Regions from separate parts of the Triticum aestivum genome. Here region 1 is linked to region 2. Evidence: chromatin contacts called from public Hi-C data. All regions are on one chromosome and are shown on one strand. The core of a region is the stretch at or near the end of the contact, and the rest is flanking DNA. Distances in the headings are between cores, read along the strand shown. Region 1 holds the start of LOC123106975 (small polypeptide DEVIL 8). Region 2 has its middle 140 kb from the start of LOC123106975.

Evidence for each region. Hi-C and Micro-C count contacts between places; a contact is called where the count stands out from the background.
Region 1: a Hi-C map of an unstated tissue shows a contact between it and region 2, with 6 times the contacts expected there. The contact joins the promoter of LOC123106975 here to the enhancer-like site in region 2. A contact is called at or near these places in 2 of 5 Hi-C or Micro-C datasets (leaf and an unstated tissue).

What each region holds. Positions count from the first base shown.
Region 1 is chr1A:130,749,163-130,755,333 of IWGSC CS RefSeq v2.1, reverse strand. LOC123106975 (small polypeptide DEVIL 8) reads right to left here and starts at 2,655. Exons shown (of 1, transcript XM_044529023.1): 1 at 2,126-2,655. The coding sequence starts at 2,594. The coding sequence ends at 2,337.
Region 2 is chr1A:130,611,982-130,617,724 of IWGSC CS RefSeq v2.1, reverse strand. No RefSeq gene overlaps it. Among protein-coding and RNA genes, the nearest start is that of LOC123106975, 140 kb to the left of the region's middle. Within about 2 kb of position 4,199, at least 6 of the 8 cell types and tissues checked have an H3K27ac peak or open chromatin away from gene starts, as enhancers often do. A contact at or near this core is called in leaf, where this site is marked.

The DNA.
Region 1 (6,171 bases), core at 1,406-3,905, 140 kb before region 2:
ACATCCTATCCCTATGAGCACCTTCAAGAGGCTGAGCCAGCATAACATCTTGATCTTCTATGAAGTCACCATACGCGCCTCGCTGTCGGTGGAACGTCTTCTCCCACTGAACAAATATCGCCGGAAGCCTGGAATAAATCCAGGAATAATACGAGCACCAATGTCAAGTTTATGACTTGAACCCTGGTGGGATGGGGATATCATTGTTCTCTTAACCATCTAGCCATAGGTTGGTTCGTAGTGTCCAAACTTATTGAAAGTAAAACTAGAAAAGATGCACAAACTGAGGACAAAACATAACATAAAAATAAAAAATGATTTCCATCAAGCAAATAAATACATATGCTCAAATGAAGCTAGTGCTTCCTTCACAAAAAACATGTAAACTAGTAAGCAAGAGTTGAAACACAAGGATATCAAAAAGTTGAATAACATGTGAAGGAGCAACACACTATAATTATAACTGAAAAGTCACACAGGAGAACTCCCAAGTTTCCCTTCTTTTTTAATGTGCTACAAGATGAAGAAGTGTAACTTGACATGTATCCCTTCTCTTATCTGTATTATCATTAGATATATGAATTAGTTTACAAGTGAGAATGAAAAATTTAAGGCAAGGGACAATGAAACAAGTTGAAACATGAAGGCAACTCTAATATCTATTAATCAAAGACGTACCAGACCAGGATTTGGCCAAAGCTAAACAAAAAAAATGTAATTCAAATTGGTTCTTATTGAGTTCGATTTGCAATCTAGCATGCAACTAAGCATTGTCTGCTCTTGACCATAAAAAGAGGTAAAGCTTAGCACCAACATGCTTAACTATCAATCTAACTACCCCGACTACATAATTTCTTATCCTATCTTCAACCTGCCCAAAAGGACAATAGAAAACCACCTTGAGCTAGCACATCCGAATATGCACACAACCATGCATCATACATGCCCGATGCATCCACACAACCTCCTCCTCCATCTTCTCCTCCAACTGGTGCCATTGCTCATCATGCCTGCATACACATCGAACTGCTCCTTGTCATGTAACATTTGCATCAACACTATGATTGTCGATGCCTATGCCAAGCCCAACCTCGTCACCCATGTATGCAGCATGTTAGCCATGAACGACCGTTGTTGCACTCACCCTTACCTATTCGCAGTGCCTCTAATAAATTTGGAGCCGCGTGCGTCCTTACCCATCATGATACACTCTACTTCAATGACAGATATATGAGAAAAGATATACGGGAAGGACCCAATGTGAGACGGAAGTGAGAGGAAAGAGTGCTTACGGTCGCGACCACCGCCTATACAGTACTCTCGTTTGGCTGTTGCCACCAGGAAAGAAAATTCAAAGAGGACAAAGCCAGAGCACACATAATCGGATGATGCTGGATTGGCCTCGACGGACACTTCCTCGTCCGGCGGCTCCGTCTATCGCTCCTTTGCCTCCACAGGGTCCACCCCCTCCTTCCTCTCTCTCTCGAGCCAAATTGCTATAAACCCGAGTTTTAAGTTCAAGTCCTGGACGCCTTATTTAGGAGAGGAGTTAGGGAAGACGGTCAGGAATGCAGAGTCTAATTCCGATTCTCCACCTTCAGAACCGTCTCCTGCTACGGGGTGGCGGAGATGGCACTTCGAGCAGTAGCGCAGGAAAGAGAGAGGATGACTAAGGCTCACAAGAGCATGCATTTTTTTCCAGAATTTTTACTGAGGGTTTTCTTTAGTTTTTAGCGTGCAATTCATGTGCGGGGAAGGGGGGCAGTAATGGGGGAGATGAAACAGAAAAAATGCCTCATTTGATACATATGATAGGAATACCATGGGAGTAGAAAAATAGTGTGATAACATGCATCTCACTTCCTATAAAAAAGAAAAATATTATTGAGTCATGTGATACCAATTTCTTTATTGGGTCTAGGCTAATATATTTTTCCTTTGATATGCGAATGATTGCTTCCTATCCTAGGAATCCATTCCCATGAATCAAAGGGTTCAAAGGAATTTTCCTACAAAATTCATATCCTTCTGAATCCCTGCAAAATTTATGCGAACAAAAGAAGAAGGCCTAACGGTTGACGGTAAAGATAACCAATTCCATCCAAGACCAGAAGTTGTACTGGTATAAGCAACCAATTCTATCACATGTCATCACATTTCCCATTCACTTACACATCATCAGATTAAAAAAAAAACTCATGTCATGACAATTGTTAATAAACAAGTATGGAATATGATACACCAAACACTCTACCATTCCTTCCTACAGACCGAGCCGGTCTACAGGCCCGGCCCTGACCCAGCCCGCACAAAAACCACCGGGCCTTCGTGTGAGCTCAGTCGGACATGTCGTGCTCGTTCCAGCACAGCAGCATCGAGACACACCGCCGGAGGATGTACAGCCTCGTCCTCTGCTGCTTCAGAACAGCATGGCACCGGGACCGGAGCCCACCGATGCCACTGCCAGCGGCCTGTTTCCTCCGGCGCTGCAGCTGCGGTTGGGACCGCGTGCTGTCGTCGTTGGCCTCAGCCGGCGTTGAGAGGTGGTGGTACGCCGAGCAGACGGACACCGAAGCTGAAGCGGCCAGTTCCATGGATGCGATTTCGAAGGAGAAAACGAACTTGTCACGGGAGAACAACTGTAGTAGTAGAGCAGAGGATATAGCGTGGTGTGGCGAACCTGGAGAGGGGCCTGTGTTTTATATGGCCCGAGCCGAACCCACACGATTACGACGGCTCGTTATTGTAAGCCGACATTGATAGGTGTAATGACGGTTCTACCCCACCCTCGGTTTAGTTTCTCTAATCCGTCCAGCCCCCTAACCAACGGATTGAGAACACTAGACGGACTTGTTTGTTCTTCTTGGTGTTGTTTAAGTATGATTTATAAACTCAAAAAAGTATGATTATATTACTTGTGACATAGTACATCTTTTGTTTCTTCTCATCACTAATTTATGGATGCTTCTGTCAGTTGGAATTTATGATTCTATTACATTACTGCAATGATTTGGAGACGTTTGTCTGCACTCGGCACTAATATGTCTGTAGTACAGATGATTATTGATTAGTGCGCTAGCTAATGGTGACGTTCGGCTAGCTCAAGTACGTGGATAGAGTAGAAAAACAGGGTGCCTGACTCGGATCTGATGCAGGGTCATGCATATTGAAAGAAAAATATGGTCACATCACCAATCACCACTTAAGTTGAAAACATGATGCTGTTGCGGCGTATGATCTACAGCCTGGAGGTGATTAAAATAGAAAAAGATTTGGAACACATAGGCGCTCTGTCCCTCAATTATGGGTGCTGTGAAGGTGGTCTTAATCAAAAGTAAGCAATGGTACTATTACATGTTTTTTTTTTGTTAATAATAGGCTGGATTTATGATTCTTTTTAGCTCTGTTTCATTTTGTTGTTTTATCAGACCATGGATTTGTTGGCTGTGTGCATCTGATTATGCAGAGGCTGGACGTTTTTTTGATGCGACTGTATCATCTTGATAACTCAATTCAATGAAATGCCCTTTATTGAAAAATGTAACTCTTGCATGTGTCGCAGGAGGTAGCAGGAATTTAGTCTCTTGTAGGAGTATCTCGCTCCTGATTTGTGTTTGCTACTACTCCTCCGCCCCAAAAAACTTTTCTTAGAGATATAGATGTATTTAGATACGTTTTAGTGTCAGATACATCCATCTTGATAAATTTAAGATAAACTTTTTAAGGCGAAGGTAGTATATAGTTTGAGCATTGCTATATGTACAATGAGTTTTTGTACAGACAGTCGTACGGCACTACTCCATCACCTTGGATTGAATGGCCAGATTATGATTGATGCAGGATTTATTTTTTATTTTTTTAGAAATGAAGGACCCCGGCCTCTGCATCTAGACGATGCATGCAGCCGCTTTATTAATTATTCACACAAGATTTTTACAAAGTCATACAATAGTAAGACTGAAGCCACCGTCTAGGCAACAAAAGTGTCGCTACTCATATCCAAATGATGAAGGGATGTTGATAGTCTGGACCTAGTACCAAACAGACCTTGCAGCCAAACCTAACATCTAAGACCTGAGATCCCAACCAGGACGCCTGCCGGGTATGGGGCACTCACCAGTCCGGCGCACTCCTCAACCAGGACGCCTGCCGGGTATGAGGCTGCCGCAGCTACCTGCCACCAATCCATCATCAGTGATGTACTGTTGCATCTACCTTGCTCGGCCTACCTGTCGTCGACGCCACCACGATGCCTGACAACGCCACCATCCTACGCGAGTCCATCTTCGCTCATCGGGCGCCGAGTCTCCACTGCGCCAAGCGGCCGAGATCCGCCACTATAAATGGGCAAGATGAAACATCGTCCTTCCTCTTGTCCCCTCCAGCCAACACTTGCTCCAAAACAATGCCCTCAGGAGGGAGAACGACACCGAAAGCGTCGTCATCGTCCGATCCGGTAGACCCAGATCTAGGGTTTCCCTAGGAACATCCGGATCAGGTTGACGTGACCTGCAACGACGACGCCTCGAGAAGGGAACGACATCCGAGACACCGCCATCGTCCGCTAAGACCGCAGTTAGGCGCAATTTTCACCGGAAACCACGTAGTCCCAATCTCTCTCGGCTGGCTGGAACAGAGCGAAGCCTCACCACGAAGACGTACACCGCCGTTGGTACTCCGGCGGAGATTCGTCATCTCCTTATCGATCCCTCCACGCGCCGCCGGTCGGCGCAAGGCCACCCCGCGGCGGATCCGATCGGGACGTTGGATCCGCAGCCACTGCCGTCATCATCTTCGCACAGATCAGCCAACCCCGCCAGATGGGGCGCTGCCACCGCCGCCGTCCATCTCAGGGCCGCCGCTCCGCCGACCATGGAACTGCGACGACTACCGCGTGGCATAGGGTCGCCGCCCTCGGACTTCCATGAGAGGTGCCGCCCGTGCCGCCTCAGATGGAATCCTGCAGCCTCCGCCCGCCCAGGTGCCTTCGTCGCCGGGCCCGCCGCCACCGCGGCCCATGCCAGCGGCAGCGGCAGCAAGAGGAGGCGCGAGGGGTGGCCTACGGCGCTAGGGTTGGGGGGCCCCTGGCGTCGCCCAAGGGAGGCGACGCGAGGGGAGGGGATGCACACAGGATTGTAGTATTGTACAGAGTTCATACTGGAAATGTATGATGCAGAGCAATATTAATATAGTTTAGGCAGCTGAATGATCTTCTTGGTGTAAATATCCTTAATTAGAAACCCTTATTTTCTACACTATGAGAACAACATCATTGTTTGAGTCCATGCGAGTATTTCTTTTCTAGAACGGATGTTCATTCTTCCTCGCAAAGTAGGAAAAATAAAATATGAGTATTGTTTTTATATAATTTATTTTAAAGAATAGGCATATGTTCGACTTTATAGATAAACTCATGTTGGCAACGTCAAACAACATTCAAATGATAGTACATAACCAAGTTTTTAAAAGGTACACACAAGCTCACGACAGGATCCCCGGGTAGGCCCATGACAAGGATTTAGCCCAGCTAGGCCCACAATCCTAGTCTTCATGAGGAGAATCACTCGGTTGGGTCTGCCTTGATAAAGTCCATTAGCTGAACACCATAAAGCCCATCCGACTAAATAACGTCCATCTGAGTGGACCAAGACATGGTCAATCAAGACGGACGTTACCCGCGACACCATTAAGATGATTCTTGTGATGACCTGATAATGACACGAGTAACTACCATCATTATGATCGTTATTACTCCCATCATTATGATCGTTATTACATCACGACTCATAATAGCTCATGTAACTCCACCTTCTAACCGTATATATGGTGAGAAGGGCGTGAAACCTAGACAAGTTCACTCAAGTCTATAGGTTGGACAAATCCTTTTTGATCACTCGGCTCACACAAGAGGGAAAACATCCAGGCAGGAGTAGGGTATTACCCCTAGAACAGGGGCCCAAACCTAAGTAAAACTTCAACTGTGTGAAATCCCATACCTAGATCTTCTAGGTGTGTCTTGGCTCAGTAAAATCCTTGAATCCTGAACATTATCATGAAATCCCCACGATAGTTGACGCCCATAGTGGACAAGCATGCGCTGGAGTGATGGTCCAGGCGGGATCATCTCCGGTCATCGGTGGCGGGCCTAGGGCCGAGCATTTTGTGTGTTTA
Region 2 (5,743 bases), core at 2,950-5,449:
CGTTGTGGTTTTGGTTAGATAAGAACGGTTCTTATAGTTTGCCCTAGCAGCCACGTAAAATTCCAACAACAAAGTAGAGGACGTCTAACTTGTTTTTCCAGGGCAAGTTGTGATATGGTATGGCCAAAACGTGATGTGATATATTTTGGTGTATGAGATGATCATGTTTTATAATAGGTTCACGACTTGCATGTCAGTGAGTATGTCAACCAGCAGGAGCCATAGGGTCATCTTTAATTTATTGTATGACCTGCGTGTCAATCATTAAAAGCCATGTAATTGCTTTACTTTATTGCTATGAGTTAACAATAGTCGTAGAAGCAATAGTTGGTGGAGACAACCACATGAGTGCACGATGATGGAGATCATGCTAGGTGCTTCGGAGATGGAGATCAAAAGCACAAGATGATAATGACCATATCATGTCATATATATTGGTTGCATGTGATGTTTATCTTTCTATGCATCTTATTTTGCTTAGGACTATGGTAGCATTATAAGATGATCCGTTCATTTAATTTCAAGATAAAAATGTTCTCTCTAAGTATGCACTGTTGTGAAAGTTCGTCGTTTTGAAGCACCTCATGATATCGGGTGTGATAGACTCTACGTTCGCATACAATGGGTGTAAGCCAGTTTTACACATGCAGAATACTTGGGTTAAACTTGACGAGCCTAGCATGTACAGACATGACCTCGGAACATGAAGGACCGAAAGGACGAACATGAGTCGTATAGTAGATATGGTCACCATGGAGATGTTCACCGTTGATGACAACCCCATCTCATGTGATGATCGGACATGGGTAGTTGATTTGGATCATGTAACCCTTAGACAACTTGAGGGATGTTGATTTAAGTGGGAGTTCACTGCTAATTTGATTAACCGAACCCATTATCATGAACACAGTCTAAAGTCTTTGCAAATTTATGTTGTAGATCAATGGCTCGCATTGTAGCTTCCCTGAATTTTAATGCGTTCCTAGAGAAAGAAAAGTTGGAAGATGATGGAAGCAACTATACGAACTGGGTCCGTAATTTGAGTATTATCCTCACTGTTGCACAGAAAATTTACTTCCTTGATGCACTGTTATGTGAACTACCCGCTTCAAAAAATCTGGACGCTATGAATGTCTGGCAGACTAGAAGTAATGACTACACGATAGTTCAGTGCGCCATGCTTTACGGCTTAGAACTGGGGCTCCAAAGACTATCTGAGCACCAAGACGCATATGGATGTTCCAGGAGCTGAAATTGGTATTTCAGGCTCATGCCCGGGTTGATAGGTATGACACCTCTAACAAGTTCTTTAGTTGCAAGATGGAGGAGAACACCTCCATTAGCGAGCACGTACTCAAGATGTGTGGGTACTACAACTATTTGAATCAGTTGGGAGTTAATGTTTCGGGTGAAGTAGCGATTAATAGAGTTCTCCCGTCACTGCCACCAAGCTACAAAGACTTTGTGATGAACAATAACATGCAAGGGATGAAGAAGACGATTCCAGAGCTCTTCGCAATACTTAAGGTCATGGAGATAGAAACTCAGTTTATAAGATTTTCTTGTGCACCTTTACTTTTTCTCATTGTATTAGACATGTTTGAATTGTTACCAAATTGATTCTCAAACATGTGATTACTAGACAGTGCATCTTGTCCTTATGTATAAAAATGGTCGAGGCTAATAGACTATTACATTGTCGGTTTCATGCATGTCAAGCATTCTTTCACGCATATAAAGCATGCGGGCTATATACCTACAACCTTAGCATGCCAACAAATAAAAAAAATGTCTATTACAATTCGTTACACATCATGATAACAAACTTGTTTGCGACCTCGGTTAAGCAGTGCTTGTTTATTAACTATAATTGGTTACGATGAGATTGAAAAGGACTTATGATTAGAGATGATATAAGCATATGTTATCCTACATATATATGATTTATAAATTCCTACAAAAGTATAGCACTCGTGCTTGATGGCTAAATGTACAAAAAATTAATTTCCTTCAATTCGCATACATATGTATTTTCTCATGTCTTCTATAGCAATTAGGTTTTCAAATTTATTTCTTTAACACTGGTCCCTTCATCTAATTGACATGCTTACATGGTTCCTTTTTATGTAAATGACGTCGAGTCCTCACTGTTAAGGAACTCCTATTCTATTTCTATTTTATAGTTCTACTTATCAATTGAAGTTTTAGCTGCCACCTATTAGTCATGTTTCCACATGGATGTGAAGATAAATGTTATGCTAAATTCATCTATTGGCATGCTTTTATTTTCACAACGCACCACACCTTGATGATTTCTTTCATTATCTGGAAGATTTTTTTCATTTGACATGGAATCACATCCTGTTGATTTCTTTCATTATTTTATCATGGCAGTCAAGTATTACATGGAATAGATTTTCAACACACACTTTTCGATGTAATTTTTATGTCAATTATGCATTTGACATGCTTCAATACTGGTTTAGAAGATGAGCCATGTAAGACTACAAGAATGGAACATGACTTCAAGACCCACGAGCTGAAGTAGCCCTTTGGCAAGCAATGTAAGGCTAAGAGAATGGAACATGATTTCAAGGCCCACAAGCCGAAGTAGCCCTCGGTGTGATCCCGAACGGATGGCCAGAAATCCACATCGTGAAGGCGTTTTGATATACCAGTAAATGTTTATGCAATCATTCGTTAAATATTTTTCATTATCTAACAATGTATTTAACAAATTCCAAATTTATGGCATCAAGACGGCAGCCAGAAAGCACCAACCCGGTAGCAGCACACCATAGAGGATGTAGTATAGCACCACACCCACATGTATTTTCCTGGTGTTGTTTTTTGACTTTTTTTACCCATGGAATGGATTTAACATTTTATATGCAAACTGAATAAGGGTATATCATGGTAAATATTTAGAATTTTTCTATGCAGTGTGCGGCTCTTGGCTAGTTGTAAATTAACTTTTTTTTGTTAGGGCATGAACTACGGTGGCATATAGATACAACCGCCCCACGAGAAAAAGTAGCTTCAAACAACTATATTGATTTTTTCCTCCCCAATGCAAGCGTCACTAGTGGGCCTCATCAAAAATAAGAAATAAAAACTTCCGTAAACATGCAAGACATGCATCTCTACTCACCACTTGAAGAGCCAGTTCTTTTGACAACTTTAAAAATAAGCCGTCTCTTTCCCAGCTTATCCCATAAGCTGCTTCTTCTATTCATCGACTCTCTAAACTATTTAGGGCATATACAATGGTGACATATGTATACAGATGCCCCATGACAAAAAGGTAGCTTGAGGCATTTATATTAATTTTTTTCTCCTCAACGCAAGCTACTACCAATGAGCCTTATAAAAAAATAGACTTTCATTGCACATGCATTTTTACTCTCCACTTCAACTTTTTCAACTTTATGCACTGGATCATACTTTTTCTTCTGAACTATCCGCCTCCTGCAGAGGATCCCGCTTCTTCATCCAAACCTACCTTTTCTAACATCTGATCCTACATGGCGTGCGGGCATCACGCTGGATCTATGCATTGGATATGTCTTTATGGGATAACTAATTTAGAAGTCTCAACAAATTTAAGGAGCGGTTTATTTTTTAAACTGGGGAGAGACAACTTATTTTTTAAGCTGCCCAAAAGTACTGGTCTCATTTTTTTCAACTTTTCGCACTGGATCACACTTTCTCTCCTCGAGTACCCACTCTTGACATTCGATCGTACGTGGCCTGCGGCAGCACACTAGGGCTATGCATTGTCCATTTCCATGTCCTGATGTAGCTTGGTTCTGAACTTTAGATTGGTTAAAGCCGTTCTTCAGAGATGATGTTTAAGTTACCAGCGTTACCAGCTTTTACAAGATACAGTCATGATCAATTGGCCACATATTTATGAAAATTCATACCATTATTTATCATTCTGTTGTTAAAATAGAATAGGTAAAAGTTCCTCAATTGCACGTACACAGAAGTTCCTCAATTGCACGTACACACAAACTAGTTGGGACACGAAGGTAAATTCAGCTGGGTACGACCGAGAGAGCGACCGGTCAAGCGTGGGCGCACCACCGGCCGGCACGATGGATCGCCGTCGACATCCATCCACATGTGACACAACCGCTGATGCATGCATCTGCGACAACCACTCCCAAAGCCCCTATCGTGCCTGCCGCGCCCACACGATGGTCGACATCGGATAGCATCGTACGTGCCAGGAGGACACTGGTGTAGCCGTGTGGGGCGATGAGGATCGGGGCTCTGCGGCCCTTCTTTCGCCCGGCACACCACGTTCTCTCCCGCGGTACGGCCGTGTGGGCAGTCTTTGCTTATCCAATCTTCTCTTCATCTCGCTCCCTGCCTTAATTAAATCTGAGACCCCGCGTGCGTTCCTACGTTACGCCCACGTTTTCCCTTCGTGGTTTGGCTGGATCGTACGCAGGCACGCACGGTGCCAAACCGTCCAGGAGCTAGTGCCGTTCTTAGGCCTTGTACAATGAAAGTAGGAGAAGTGTTTATAAAAATAAACCAGATTTTTTTAAAGCATTGATGCTTATTTGTACAGGATAGACGCTTAATTAAACGTTTTTTTTTTGTAGAAATAGACACCGGTACTTCAAAAAATCCCGATTTATTTTTCTAAGCATTCCTCTAAGCATTTTTCATTGTACAAGACCTTAGCAGTCTTCGTGTGCTGCTACTGCTGGTCGTGATAATGTTTCTTGTCACGTGCGTTACGTCAATCCTGTGGTGATGGTATTTGCCACTTCCGGGAACGCCCACAACATGAGAAGAGTTGTGGGATTGTCACAAGTACTTTGCACCGTATCCAGACCATTTTTGTAGACCCCAGTTGTTCCTATCTTTTTTGTGTGTCCGCTTGATTGCAGTTCCCTCCATTGGCTGCCACGTTTTAGTGTGTCACTTCTGTTTTATTTGCTTCAGACAGCAGACCTGTGGGGATTGGTATCTTTTTACATGACTTCGTGAAACTTAATCCACGCACTGATCCCTTCGAAATCTGACCCCTGAATCAGCAAAAACTGCCACATAAAGTCAATCCTGTAAATTCCTATAAAAACCAGTATGTGCACCATTGTTGCTGAATCAATCTTGGCACTTTTGAGCGTGTTTTGGCGCTTCTAAGTGCATGTACAATGGGGGTGCTGCCTCATGTATCCAGCTAGATGAAAACAAATGAAACTATAGGTAACAATTTCTGAAGCCATCACAGCACGACATCACGGTGAATGACGAATCTGTCCCAACTTTGCTTTTTCCTTCTACTTTTTCCTTTCTCTTCCTTTTTCCCATGGAGAACCGGCCTCCTCTGCAAGCAATGTATGTCACCTGCAAGCAGCGGTACGCCTGCTACCATGGCGTCCGAGCCTAGTTGGCTCTTGGGGCTACAGGTACGAGGCGACGCCATGACCATGCCTTAAGGGTGATTCAACGCCTATCTCTTTGGCTTGTCCTACATATGCTGTTTTTTTAACATAGTACACACTCAGTCACTCATGCATACACATATACTCATTTCTATAAACGCACGCACACACACCTTATTCATAGGAGCACCACAGAGGGGCTAAGACGACATATCATTTTAAGATTGACGAAGTTGTCACAGACGTCTTCATAGTCGATGGGGACACATCTTTCCATTGAACGCACATCGCCGGAAAACTAGAAATAAATCTAGAAAAATGCAAGCACGATTGTCAAG